Linked DNA regions of Sus scrofa: region 1 is linked to region 2. The links are chromatin contacts, called in public Hi-C maps. All regions are on one chromosome and are shown on one strand. Each heading gives the region's core, a stretch centred on a gene start, on an enhancer-like site or on the middle of the called end of the contact. The rest is flanking DNA. Distances are from core to core; before and after follow the strand shown.

Region 1 (3,714 bases), core at 197-2,696, 67 kb after region 2:
TTTTCATTCTTAAGTGACCCATGTGTGTCCATTACTGTAGGACACCCCCAAAGACTAAGATGAGTGAGACACAGCCTTACGGGTAAGTAGATTACATAGACAACTAACTTAAATCACAGTTGTTACAGAAATGTTAAGACTGTCTTGCCAGGTGAAACAGAGTCTCTTCAAGTCTACAGCCTCTAGTTAGAATTGACTAACTAGAGGCTGTTTCCCACAGAAAACAGTTGTTGCTCATGTTAAGAAAAACTTGTTGTGGCTACCAAGTATATGGTTGTGGGATTCAGAAGAACATTCGTCTTAGATGTGCTGCTTTTTTGGGGAACATCCCTGTTAAGGATGAGAATCCCATCACAAGTTTTCTCAGGGTAAGAGTCTATCCTTTGAAAAACATCAAATACCTCTAAGAGGTTACCAGACATTCACACTTTAGTGTGAAGTAGGTCAGCTCTTTGTGCTATCTAGCTGAGATGGAATATATTGTTGAATTCCTGTTGATGGTACAGATAGAGAGGGAATTTTGGTGATGGAGCAGATGTTATGGAGTCCTGGGGGTTCACCTTTGGATGCTTTAGGGTAGGAGGATATTGAAAACCAGAGCAGCCAAGCCCATGGGGTAAAAAGAGTTGGAAGCTTCTAAGTGCAAACTGTTTCTTTCCTGTCCCCCCTGGAATTAAGAGTGCTTTTGTCTTTTCTTCACTGCTTCACTACATGGCTTTCTTCCCCCCAAGACCCAGAATTGATGAGTTTGATGAACTTTCATAGATAGCCTACTAAGGCTGACACTATTTGAAGTGTTGATTTTTGGTTCTAAGCTCAGCCATGACAAAGGCTGGATATATATTTCTGACCGGATTCTGAGTCAGACAGACTTCATGGTAGGCAGTGGAAACTTCTAGTGTTTTCACCCTCTCTTTTAAAAATTTCTCCTCAAGAGGGAGTTCCCGTCGTGGCGCAGTGGTTAACGAATCCGACTAGGAACCATGAGGTTGCGGGTTCGATCCCTGCCCTTGCTCAGTGGGTTAACGATCCAGCGTTGCCGTGAGCTGTGGTGAAGGTTGCAGACGCGGCTCGGATCCCGCGTTGCCGTGGCTCTGGCGTAGGCTGGTGGCTGCAGCTCCAATTCAGCCCCTAGCCTGGGAACCTTCATATGCCGCGGGAGCGGCCCGAGAAATAGCAACAATAACAACAACAACAAAAAAGACAAAAGACAAAAAAAAAATAAAATAAAATAAAATAAAAATTTCTCCTCAAGTGGCATTTGCCTTGGGGCTGTGGGTGCCAAATCGTCACTGTCTTTTTGTGAGAGTGCACAGACAGCAACCCAGCTTGAGATCAGGAGCCAAGGCTTTTACTTCTTTGTGTGTAACACATTTTTTCACACAGTGTCTTGCCCAACATGCAGGTTGATAATGCTACCACCTGTAGTTAATTATCCACTTGCAGGATTATCTGAAGCAGGATTTTGATCTCAGGCCAGCTTCCCCTGCAGTATATGATTGGAAACAGAGAACAAGTTCAGGTTTGTTTTTTTTTTCCCAAGGTAAAATATAACCAGAGACATTCCATTGCTACCAGAAACCAAGTGTAGTTCACTCTGAATTGACCTGACTTTTGGATTATGCACCCACTAATGACTTAGCCCTCATTAAGTAAAGACAGAAACAAGCAAATGAAACAAGGTTATCCCCAAATAGTGTCTGGATGCCGAGAACAGTCCGAAGGCTTATTGAAGATAGAAGTGAAAAAATCAAGGTGGAGGAAAGCAGGAATCAAGTGTGTGAACCTCCCTCGGTGCTAGTTGTGAGCACCTTGCTGGGTAAACTTTGTGTCTTGGTGGACAGATACCTGCACATCTGTTAGCAGTCAATTAACTAAATTTTGCAGAAATGTGGACTAGGGGTTAGCAAACTACAGCCAGCTGCCTTGTTGGTTGGGTGGTGGTGGTGTATTTTTTCCTGCCTGCTCTCCAAGAATTGTTCCTACCTTTTTAAACGGTTGCATTTTTTTTGGTGGTGGTGGAGGGAGGCCCTCTTGTGGCACATAGCACGTGAACGTTCTCCCGGCCAGGGATGGAACCCACACCACAGCAGCAACCCCAGCTGCTGTAGTGACACGCTGGATTAAATGGTTATGTTTCATTTTTTTAATTTTTATTTTATTTTTTGTCTTTTTAGGGCTGCGCCCTTGGCATATGGAGGTTTCCATGATGGGGGTCAAATCAGAGCTGTAGCTGCTGGCCTACACCACAGCCACAGCAAGATCAGATCCAAGCTCAGTCTGGGACACCACAGCTCACAGCAACACTGCATCCTTAACCCGCTGAGCGAGGCCAGCGATTGATTATTTTATTTATTTTTGTCTTTTTGCCTTTTCTAGGGCCTTCCTGCGGCATATGGAAGTTCCCAGGCTAGGGGTCCAATCGGAGCTGTAAGCCACCGGCCTACACCAGAGCCACAGAAATGTGAGATCCAAGCCGGCTCTGTGACCTACACCACAGCTCATGGCAATGCTGATTAACCCACTGATTGAGGCCAGGGATCGAACCCACAACCTCATGGTTCCTAGTCAGATTCGTTAACCACGGCGCCACGACAGGAATTCCCTAAATGGTTACATTTGAAATGGTTGTATAAGAGGTAATATCCTCTTACCTGCAGAGCCAAAAATGTGTACTATGTGGCCCCTTAAGAAAGTGTTTGCTCCGCCCTGGTTTAGAACTTCCAAAAACAGGGTGCTGGGTTTCTGGCCTATTCTTCTTCCATCTGGGAATAGGTATGTCAGATGCTGGGTTGTGAAAAATTCTGGCTTTATAAGGACGCTCTTGTCTGGGGTCCCTCTTGGCTGTGGGAAAGCTGGATGGAGAAGAGGGTGAGTCTGAGGACTGAAGGGGTGATTTGCTTCTGGTTTCGGTCTAGGAAGGTGACTGCTAACAGGGGCCAATTGAGAAGTTATGAATGTAGACGTCCTCCCGGTTAAGCAGTAACTTAAGTACAAGAAAACGGAGAAAGTGTACATCAAAACACATTTTATTTTGGGGGTGTAGAAAGGCCCTAAAAGTGAGATGTCCCTCTATGATAAAACGTTGCTTTCTAGGTTTTGGATATTCTTATTTATGCCCTGGGTTTCCAGCTTGGGAACAAATACTGTTGGTTGTATTTCCCAGTTGTTGGCTATTTTGCAAACAGTTCATTCTTTCCTATTGGGGAAAACTTTAAAGTTATGATAAATCACTGTCATGGTTGAAGTCTTGAAGAAATGTCGGGCAGGGGAGGAATTAATGATGTTCCTCTGACTCAGGGGATTTGGAAAGGCCGATAGACAGATCAGTAACGGATACCCCAGTTCAGTACACATTAACTGCCATTGTTCTCTGGACTGTTCTAGGCCTTTCTACATCCTAAAAAAAGCATCCTGTGAGGGTGGGGGGCTATGCTTAACAATGCCCATAGGCCTTTGTTTTCAAAGCCTGACTCACAGTAGATACTCAAGTATTAAGTGACTAAATGCCATATATTTAAAAAATGTCTCATGAAACATTACCACAGTTGCCTTTTTTTTTTTTAAGAGTGAGATTTCTTTAATTAAGGAAGTAGATTTGTGTGAAACTTCATGGTTTGTAAAAATTTCTGCATAAAATTCTCACTTGATCTTCACAAGAGTCTTTGATCTTCACACCACCCTTGATGTTCAGAGAACTTAGAAATTTTATAG
Region 2 (3,780 bases), core at 411-2,910:
GTGTAAGCCAGCGGCTATAGCTCCAATTCAACCCCTAGCCTGGGAACCTCCATATGTTGTGGGTGCGGCCCTAAAAAGACAAAAAAAACCAAAAAACAATAATAATAATAATAATAAAGTCACCCGACATGATTTCCCTTTACCTGGTTAAGCCACCAACTTGATACCTACATTCATTTGTTGCGTTTTGGTTTTTAAATTTTTGATTTTTCATAATTCTGTAAAACTTACGTTATTCCAAAGTCAAATCTACAAAACAAGATACAGAGAAGTCTAGCTTCTATCCTTATTCTTTCCTTATACTTGTTTCATCTCTCCCAAAAAGGTAACTATTTGATTTAATAATTTATCTTTCCACTTAAAAAATCCATAAGCAAATGTATGTGTTCTTGCTTTCTTAGATAAATAATAAGGCACTATATACACCTTTATTCATCTCGTCAGCACTATGTTTCTGACAATCTACAGTTCATCTTTTTAAAAACTGTACTGTCTTCTAGGTTCAGTCTACTCACTTCTTGGAATAACTTGTTGATAGGTATTCCCAGAAATCTAAACCAAATGAACTTGAGTTTTAATTCATACCATTACTTCTGGCAAAAGTTTGTGTAGGGAGGAGGGGAGGAGGACTTGGCAGTCATAAGCAAAGCTGTCTTGAATGAATGAGGGCATGACCTTCCCAGGAAATTAATGTATATTTTTGGTGGTAAAATCCACATAACATAAAATTGACCATTTTAAACATTTCTAAGCACACAATTCAGTGGCATTTAGTACATTCACATTGTTGTGCCACCAACACCACTATCCATCTCCACATTCTAAACGGAAACTCTGCATCCATTAAACAATGTCTCCACAACCTTCCAGGATTTCTTTCTTTCTTTTCTTTTCTTTTCTTTTTTTTTTTTTGGTGGAGGGAGCCACGCCCAGGGCATGTGCCAGTAATGGAACCTGCGCCACAGCAGAGATCCCAGGCCGCTGCAGTGACAACGCGAGGGGTCCTTAACCTGCTGCGCCAAAAGGGAACTCCCAGGCTTTTTAATAAGGCTAAATAGGAAGGAGCACCTGCTTGTCAGTTGCAGGCCTAGGCACTAAGATGATTCTGCCTTCCCAGCTGAGCAGGGATTCCGTGGTGACTAAACTGGCTCTCGGGTTAACACTCCCGCCCTCACCTATTGTCCCAGCGGGAGGAACCGGTATTTCCGGATTGGGGCCTCAGACCCTGTGATTCTGGCTAAGGGTGAGGTCGGTGGAGGAGGGGAACGGAAGCTGATCATAAAAGTCAACTTTCCACCAAAATAATTAACCTGCTTTTCCATCCCCCACAACAAAAACAAAGACCTCCAACACCACCAATCAAACACCCACCCACAATGGTCCCCAACCTCCTGTGGTCTTTGAAAGGGTTGCTAGGCTGACCCCTTCCTTGCCCACCTCCCTGGAGAGGATCGAAAATTCGACCTGGTTACGAATAAAGAAAGGAGCACAGCGAATTCCAATTGCCCTTCGGCGGAAAGAAAGCCCAGTGGCAGTTTTGCAGAGAAAGGAAGAGGCCAGGGAGTGGGCGTCCGGGCTGGAGTAACCAGACTGTCCCTGTGGCCGCAGTCCCTGCCCCACCGCTGGGTGGCGAGTGTGAGCCCCTTTCCGTCCTTCCCGATCCCACAAAGTAGCGCTACAACAAACGGAGTTTCTCTCCCCTGGCTCGCGCTCTTGGCACTCTCCGGGGCTTGAAGGAAGCAGGTAACAAGACGCTGCCCACCCTCGTCCCCTCCGGACCGCCGCTCTCTGGATCGGTGCCGCCCCGATCCCCCCACTCTGAATTTTTTTTCCTTTCTCCCAAATCTCCAAACAGGAAATAGTTTGAGTCACAATAATACACAGGAGCAGCAGCCGAGGCCACTCGCGCCCGCCCATTCCCGGGGCCGCCTCCAGCACTCTGGCCGGGCGAGGCGCCTCCGGCAACGCGCGAGGAAAGCGCAGGGGACACCGGCCCAGCAGCCGGCGCCGCGTCGGAGGCGCCCAAGCGCCTGGCAGAGCCACCCTCGCCCAGCGCCGGACTCCGCCAACTGCAGCCACTACCCGCTTCCAGGCAAGTACCCTTCTGCCTAGGCTCACGGCTCGCGGATACCTTCCCCAGGTCCTGACTTTGGAGAGGGAGGGTTTTGCAGGGTGTGGAGGAGCGCTTGCGCCCTGGCTCCGTCGTGGGGGCGGAGGTAGGGGGCAGTGCGAGTGAATTGAGTCGGTATCACCTCATGTCCCTGTGGAGTTGAGGTGTACTTTATTGGGAATTGATTTTTTTCCTTTCTGGTGATTCTTAACTGACCTTTGCCTCCCCCTCCCCCTCTCCCCCTCCCCCGGCGGGGGGATGACAGCGCGTCACAGGGTTTCTCTTGGGGGAATCGTCTAGAAGTGGGTTGGAGCGCGCAACTGGGGCAGCAACAGGTGCCTGGGAGCCACCTTCTTTTTCCTACCTGGCCTGGCGCCTTGTCCCCGAAGGGGTGGGAACTGTTTCACTTTCTGTTGAGCTTCTCTTTAACCAGATTAAAAGGGCCTCTGAGTTTCTGTTGGTGCAGTCAGCGTTTGCAGTATCTGAAGGAAGCGGGAGCTGGGGTCTTGGATTTATGCGTGCGAAGGGGGCAGGGTGGGGGCTGCTGGTTAGCTGAGAGCAGGTGATGGCTGCCTGGGCTGCGGGTGGAGACAGCTGCGGAGCCTGAAAACTCCGCACACCTGAGCGGTATGACTGTGAGGCCGGGGAGGTGCGGCCAGCTCAGGCCGGGAGCGGAATCCGCGCGCCCAGAGCAGCAGAGTTTTGGAGAATTTTTTTTTTTTTTTTTCTCTCCCTTCACTTTCTGACACATTTGTAAGGGAGGGGCCGGGCTTGTCTACGTGCTGGGCGTTGTCAGTCTTCAAGAACTGCATTGCAAAGTTCTTCTATAGGGAACTCGGTTAAAACTGAGTTGGACATCTTTATTTGGATAAAGGCCACTGAATTCCAGGCATTCTTCAAACTTGAGAAGGGTATTTTCAAGACTGTTTTGAAGTCCGCTTCAGGGCTTTCTGCGAAACTGCCGCTCCGTCAGCTATCCTTATCGGCTGTGGCCGCTTCTTAGTCCGGAAGGTGGGTGGAAACTCTCGGGAGGTCCCATTCTGTCAGGCCTTCTATCCAAGTTTCTCAACGCATTTTTTACAAAAGGTGGTTGGTAGCTAAGTTAAGTGCTTAGCCATTGCGCCTGAAAGATATGATCAACCCTTTGTGTTTCCGGGCTAGGGGACCGTGGTTTTAGAGGGTTAGGTTCAGAGGGCGACAGTCTTTCCTTTTAAGCGCTCTGGGGCCTTGTGGCTTTGAGTGAGGTCCAAGGAACAGCAACAGCGGCATCACCTGGGGGCCTGTTAAAAATTCAGGACCTCAGGGCCCGCCCAGATCTGCTGAATCAAGATCGCCAGGGGATCCTTTGCATATTAACGTTTGGGAAACATGGGCCTAAGGCAGGTTGGGGTGAAGTTTTGTTGTTCTGTTGAAAGAGGTGATTGACACAAATGAACCTTTCCACAGAAAAGAAACTCACGACTTGGAAAACAGACTTATGGTTGCGGGGGTTGGGGGGAGTGGGATGGACTGGCAATCTGGGTTTAATAGATGCAAACTATTGCCTTTGGAATGGATAAGCAATGAGATCTTGCTGCATAGCACTGGGAACTTTATCTGGTTATATCTTATGATGGAGCAGGATGGAGGATAATGTGAGAAAAAGAATGTGTGTGTGTGTGTGTAACTGG

Evidence for each region. A called contact is a pair of places that touch in the nucleus more often than the background predicts.
Region 1: a Hi-C map of liver shows a contact between it and region 2, with 2.9 times the contacts expected there. The contact joins the enhancer-like site here to the promoter of TJP2 in region 2. A contact is called at or near these places in 2 of 5 promoter capture datasets (fetal liver and liver), 15 of 47 Hi-C or Micro-C datasets (alveolar macrophages, embryonic fibroblasts, fetal liver and 6 more) and 2 of 2 datasets of contacts at active chromatin or transcription factors (alveolar macrophages and skeletal muscle).

The regions. Positions count from the first base shown.
Region 1 is chr1:222,540,190-222,543,903 of Sscrofa11.1, forward strand. The region is part of intron 2 of TJP2 (tight junction protein 2); the gene reads left to right. Among named protein-coding and RNA genes, the nearest start is that of TJP2, 67 kb to the left of the region's middle. Within about 2 kb of position 1,447, at least 13 of the 83 cell types and tissues checked have an H3K27ac peak or open chromatin away from gene starts, as enhancers often do. A contact at or near this core is called in fetal liver and liver, where this site is marked.
Region 2 is chr1:222,472,990-222,476,769 of Sscrofa11.1, forward strand. TJP2 (tight junction protein 2) reads left to right here and starts at 1,661. Exons shown (of 23, transcript NM_001206404.1): 1 at 1,661-2,092.